Regions from separate parts of the Mus musculus genome. Here region 1 is linked to region 2. Evidence: chromatin contacts called from public HiChIP or PLAC-seq data. All regions are on one chromosome and are shown on one strand. The core of a region is the stretch at or near the end of the contact, and the rest is flanking DNA. Distances in the headings are between cores, read along the strand shown.

Region 1 (2,729 bases), core at 157-2,656, 100 kb after region 2:
TTATGGACCCCAAATGATGGAGAAACATATGCTAAAAATGAACAGGAGTCTGTGCTGGGATCAAGCATGTCTCACATGGTAGAACTGACCTCTCTGTCAGGGAGATGGTTTCTGTTCGTTGCCTCACTGTAACCTGTACTTGGTAATACTTTGCTCAGTTACAATTGAATATTGGACTTTGTGATGTCTAATTTCGTGTCTGTCCAGTTTAGTCTGTGCTCCTCAGGATAGGGCTTCTACCTTGTTCAATTTTATATTCCAACTCCTCTTATGATGTGCCCCACATCACCCCCATGGCCCGGTGCTTGCCAGACAAGTGCTTTGTACTTGAACTGAACACCCAAACCCTCTTACAGAGTCCTGGACACTGGTCATGCTTACTAAATGTCTGTTGGTGGAGTAAATGGATGTACTGGAAGGAAACTCTGCCTTCCGAGTTTAAAGATAAACAGAGGGGAAAGCAGAGGCTCCTGGGTAGGATGAACAGATTCAGCCTTTGGGTGTTTTCTGTTTCGAGGAAGGTTTGGTGTATGTCAGGCTGGTCTAGAATTTGCTATGTAGCCAAAGATGACCTTGATCTGCTCTTCCTCCTGCCTCTAAAGTACTGTTTTATATGGCACTGGAGATCAAACCCAGGGCCTTGTGCCCGCTAGGCAAACACTCTATTAATTGAGCTGCATCCCCAGCCTGACTTCTTTTTTTTTTTTTTTTTTTTTGGCGGCAGGGGAGGGGGTATTTATTTATTTACTTTTATTTTATATATATGAGTACACTGTTGCTGTCTTCAGACACATCAGAAGAGGGCATCAAATCCCATTAGAGATGATTGTGAGCCACCATGTGGTTGCTGGGAATTGAACTCAGGACCTCTGGAAGAGCAGTCAGTGCTCTTAACCATTTTTTCTCCAGCCTCCACCCCCCACCCCCCACCCCCCACCTCGAGCCTGACTTTTAACCATATAATTTGGGGCAACTAATCTTTCTTTAGCCTTTGGGGTTTTGTATGCACATCTAAAACAGGTTTGCAGTCCCAAATCTCACAGAGGGACTGCAGCTCTGGTAAGTGCTTGCGTTCAGGGTCAGCAATAACAAATGTTCCCTAAGTGCTTTCTCTTGTTAATTATGCTGCTGAAGTGGTTGAGGCTGCGTGCTTTTCTTTTCCCTGCAGCTCTTGGATTGCTTTGGGATTCCTGTGTTGATGGCTCTCTCCTGGTTTATTCTCCGGGCAAGATACAAAGTGATCCACTTCATTGCTGTGTTTGTCTGTCTGCTGGGTGTAGGGACCATGGTTGGTGCAGACATATTAGCTGGGCGAGAAGATAATTCAGGTGAGACTGTATCACTTACACCTGTTAGTCTGGCAGAGTTACACTGACTGAAGTGGGTGATAGAGGAACTCAGCAGGAGTCCGTGCTGTGAACTAGTGCGGGGGAGCAGGCTTGCTGGGCTGGCCCCTCCTCAGTGAGGTGTGCTGGCTTCCTCAGCACTTCCTGTAGCACTTTCTCATTTGCTGCTAAACATTTGGTGGTTGTTTTCTTGTTTAGCTGCCTTTCCCCATTTAAACGTGTTTAAAATTTTGTTTTGAATATATTTGTAGAAATCATCTTTCTCTTAAATCACTTTGGATGTGTTTTTCCAAAACCCTCTGTTGTTGAGCTAGCTCTCTTTTCTCCCCTTTATGGCATTCTTTTGTTTCTTTTTCTTCCTCCCCTTTTCTTTGTTTCTTCTCTCTTTCCTTCCCTCTTCCTTCCTTTCTTTCCATCCTTTCCTCTCCCTACCTTTCTTTTCTTGAACTCAAAAATTCAAAACCCTCCTTCCTCAGCTCCCACCCCACCCCACCCCCACCCCCACCCCCACCCCCACGGCAGTGGGAGGACATCCTACTCAGCACCACTCTCAGGTGGTAGTGTTTCATTTCCATCAAAAAAGAGACCTGGCTGTTTGTTTTGATCTGAGTGTTTTAGTATATTTCTCTCTCTCTCTCTCTCTTTCTTTCCTCCCTCCCTCCCTCCTTCCTTCCTTCCTTCCTTCCTTCCTTCCTTCCTTCCTTCCTTCTTCCTCCCTCCCTCCCTCTCTTCCTTTTTCCTTTTCTTTTTCTTTTCTTCTTTTGAGACAGGATTTTTTCTTCTTTTTTTTTTTTTTTCTGTGTATCCCTGGCTGTCTTGGGTTAAAGGTGGGTGCCACTACTGCCTGGTTGGAATATTTCAGTTCACAATATAGATGCTAAACCAGGTCTGAATTTACCAGATCTCCAAGATAACCTTAGTATCTCCTTGGATCAAAATAAAACCATTTCTTTCACCTAGCATCCTTTCCCGAAGTTCTAACAAATTCCCTGCACTACAGTCTGTGAACTTGTCCTGTCTTTAAATGGCTTTCTTTCAGGATGCTACACAGTACCATCTTCCACTCTGTTGGTCTCCCAGGGAGTAAAAATGTGAAAACGGTGTCAGTGTTGTGCCAGACAGTAAGGGTGAGAGCCTTTAGACTTACAGAAGCTAGGATTCAATAAAGTTTTACTCAAATGATCAGTGTTTGCTAACTCCTGGCTCACCCATTGACAACACATTTCTTTTTGTGCCTTGCTGCCCTGTAGGGAGTGATGTTCTTATTGGTGACATCTTAGTCCTGCTTGGGGCTTCCCTGTATGCTGTGTCTAACGTGTGTGAAGAATACATCGTGAAGAAGCTGAGCAGACAGGAATTTTTAGGAATGGTGGGACTATTTGG
Region 2 (2,700 bases), core at 139-2,638:
ACCTTCAGAATGAAGAACAGTCAGTGCGCTCTAAGCCATCTCTACCTACTAAGCCATCTCATCAGCCCCGATCATATGATTTTTAAAGAAACAATTCCCTACATTATCAGCTTTCTTACTTTGCTCTAGAACAAAGTACTCTTCGATCTCAAAAACTGGAAATACGCTTTAAATGTGATTTAATCTCAACTATCCAAGGAATTCAGTTTCATTTACTTTTTTTCTGTAAGGCCAGTCGACTTTATACAATCTTTCAGGTTCCCCAGTAAACAACCAGAATGAGACTATTTACTTGAGACTGACTCTCTCCCCATTTAGAAAAGTGCTTTCTTCTGTTGTCACATACAGAATGTTACGAATCCATCAGTGAAATAAAGGAAGGGTTGCAGACAACCCTCAGTATTATCTTTTTCACACCAAAGCGTCAAAGGTGACAAACTTTTAAAGGAAACTTCACCCTATAAATGCAAACACACACCCTTAGTTGTCTCAGTGACTCCGATGTTGCATTTAGTTGTTTTCCAAGACCTACTCCCGAGGGTCATGGCCCAGAATTTTCTGATGACCACACTCGGTGCTTTCAGATGTTTAAACCATTACCGCATGCATCTCTCTGTGAACCGTTCCGAGGGCTGGAACCCCGTCTGGAATTCTGCTTGCTGAGAACTAAAGATTTTTCACAGACCTGGGAACCCCACTTGGCATATTTCCCGGGCCTGAAAGAGGCTTGGTCAAGGCTTGGAGGAGGTGCTAGGAGGAGGGTGGCTGAGGCAGGGTGTGTGTGAACGGCGAGCGAAGTCGAGTTTGGGGAGAAGGCAGCGGTGGAGCCAAAGGGACCCAAACGGCCAAGAGGAGCAGACAGAGCTGGGAAAGACCGGCGACCCTGATTCGGACAGGAAAGGAGACAGAAAGGGGGCGCAGGAAATCCGCACTAAAGAAAGAAGAAACTGCGGAGGAGGAAGTCGCCCCTGGAAGGGGAGGGGCGAAGGGGAAGCGAGCACCGAGCGCTAGCACTTTCGAGAGCCTGTGGCGGGTGCCTCCCTACCTGAAGCGCTCCTGCCCCGCCGTGTCCCAGAGCTGCAGCTTGATCCTCTTGCCCGGCTCAATCTCCAGCAGGCGCGAGAAGAAGTCCACGCCGACTGTGGGGTCGCAGGCGGGGGAGTGCAGCCCTGGGAAGCGGCCCTGGGTGAAGCGGTGCAGAAGGCACGACTTGCCCACCGTGGAGTCTCCGATCACAATAAGGCGGAACTGATAGATCCAAATAGTCTCCATCGCCTACGTGCCCCGTGCGCTCAGGAGCAAGTTCTGCCTAAGGAACTGTCCCTTCAGCACCTACGCGGCGCGCGCCCGCCCGCTTCCAGCATCTTCCTGCGGCTGCGGCCGCCGCCTGGTAGCCGCCCTCTGGGGAAGGAGGGGCGGGGCCGCGGGCAGGGGGCGTGGACTTGGTCTGATTGGGGTGGGGCTTGAGAGTGAGGGCGGGGCCACGAGTTTGGAAGGGACCGTAGGTAGGGGTGTGATCGTGAGTTGGGGGCGGGAACCTAACTTGCAGAGCAGCTGCGTCGGGCAGGGGGCCGGGCCCCAGCTGTAAGGGGAGGGAACTGACGTTGTAGAGGCGGGTCATTGGTCGTGCGGGGGCGGGGCCTCTAACTAGAGGGGCGCGGCGAGAGCGTCGGCTGAGGGGATAGGGAAGTAGCAGAACTCTAGACGACCTTAGCGTATTCTAGTGCAGATCTTGCTGGAAATGGACAAGGAATGGGTGTGGCGAAAGGATGTGACAGCAATAGCAACCAATGAAAATGTACTCAAGGGCTAAACTCCAGAAAGGTCAGCCAATGGGAAGTGAGAGTCATTTTCTCTCACGCATCTGCGAAGGCTCTCTTCAGACTAAGACCCTAGTTTTGAAAGTCAGTCAGGCTTCTGTATGTGGATTCGTGGTGTCCGGGTTCTCAGAAGATTCCAGTTGACAGTTTCCTCTGAAGAAAACAAATTTGCAGAACTAGTTCTGATAGTTTCTGTTAAGGATTGCCTGTTGCTGTTTGCCACAGCGTTTTCAGGATGGTTCTAGCCCTATGCTCGTTGGGGCCCTTCAGCCTGGGAAAAACTTAAAATGTTGAGAAGCTCATACGAGTCATCATTATTCTCGGTCTATAGCTGCCCTCTGCTTGCGTATGACCAAAGACCTAATAAACGAAGCGTAATTTAAATGTTGGTGAGACCTTACTGTGTTCTCTTCTGGACTGGGATGTAGCCCCCAGGTGGTAGAGTTGCCTAGCAACATGAAACCCTGGGTTTAGTCCCCAACTCCGCATAAAACAAATATGGTGGCCCACGGTTATTATTCCACCACATGGGGCTCGAGGATCAGAAGTTTAAGATTATATCCTGTAACTCTCTGTGTCAGCTACACAGAGGACAGAGGCAGATGGATTTCTCAGTTCAAGACCAGCCTGGTCTACAGAGTGAGTTCCAGGACAGCTAGGACTGTGCAAATTTCTTGCCAACCATTTCATTCTTTTCTTGCAACATCTAACTATCACACTCATCCTTAATTCCTTTCTTTGTTTTGGAGGAAGAAGCGTGACTTTCAGAGAACTCTTCTTTCCTCTGCCATGCATCTTTAGGCCCCTGTCTGCAATTAGTCAATCTTTATTTTATGTGGTATGTATCTTGTCTCCCTTCTACAATTGTTCTTCCTTCCTT

The links. HiChIP or PLAC-seq counts read pairs in DNA pulled down with a chosen protein or histone mark.
Region 1: a contact with region 2 is called in an H3K27ac HiChIP or PLAC-seq map of embryonic stem cells, with 10 read pairs. The contact joins the enhancer-like site here to the promoter of Rab39 in region 2. A contact is called at or near these places in 6 of 39 promoter capture datasets (the 3T3-L1 cell line, 3T3-L1-derived adipocytes, the C10 cell line and 3 more), 1 of 15 datasets of contacts at CTCF or cohesin (CD8 T cells), 10 of 484 Hi-C or Micro-C datasets (cerebral cortex, differentiating embryonic stem cells, embryonic stem cells and 4 more), 7 of 115 datasets of contacts at active chromatin or transcription factors (bone marrow-derived macrophages and embryonic stem cells) and 3 of 9 other capture datasets (adipose tissue, liver and pancreatic islet).

Annotation. Positions count from the first base shown.
Region 1 is chr9:53,805,450-53,808,178 of GRCm38.p6, forward strand. It overlaps Slc35f2 (solute carrier family 35, member F2), which reads left to right. Exons shown (of 8, transcript NM_028060.3): 4 at 1,169-1,328; 5 at 2,597-2,729. Among named protein-coding and RNA genes, the nearest start is that of Slc35f2, 35 kb to the left of the region's middle. Within about 2 kb of position 1,407, at least 40 of the 459 cell types and tissues checked have an H3K27ac peak or open chromatin away from gene starts, as enhancers often do. A contact at or near this core is called in CD8 T cells, differentiating embryonic stem cells and embryonic stem cells, where this site is marked.
Region 2 is chr9:53,704,844-53,707,543 of GRCm38.p6, forward strand. It overlaps Rab39 (RAB39, member RAS oncogene family), which reads right to left and starts at 1,389. Exons shown (of 2, transcript NM_175562.3): 1 at 1,046-1,389. The coding sequence starts at 1,272.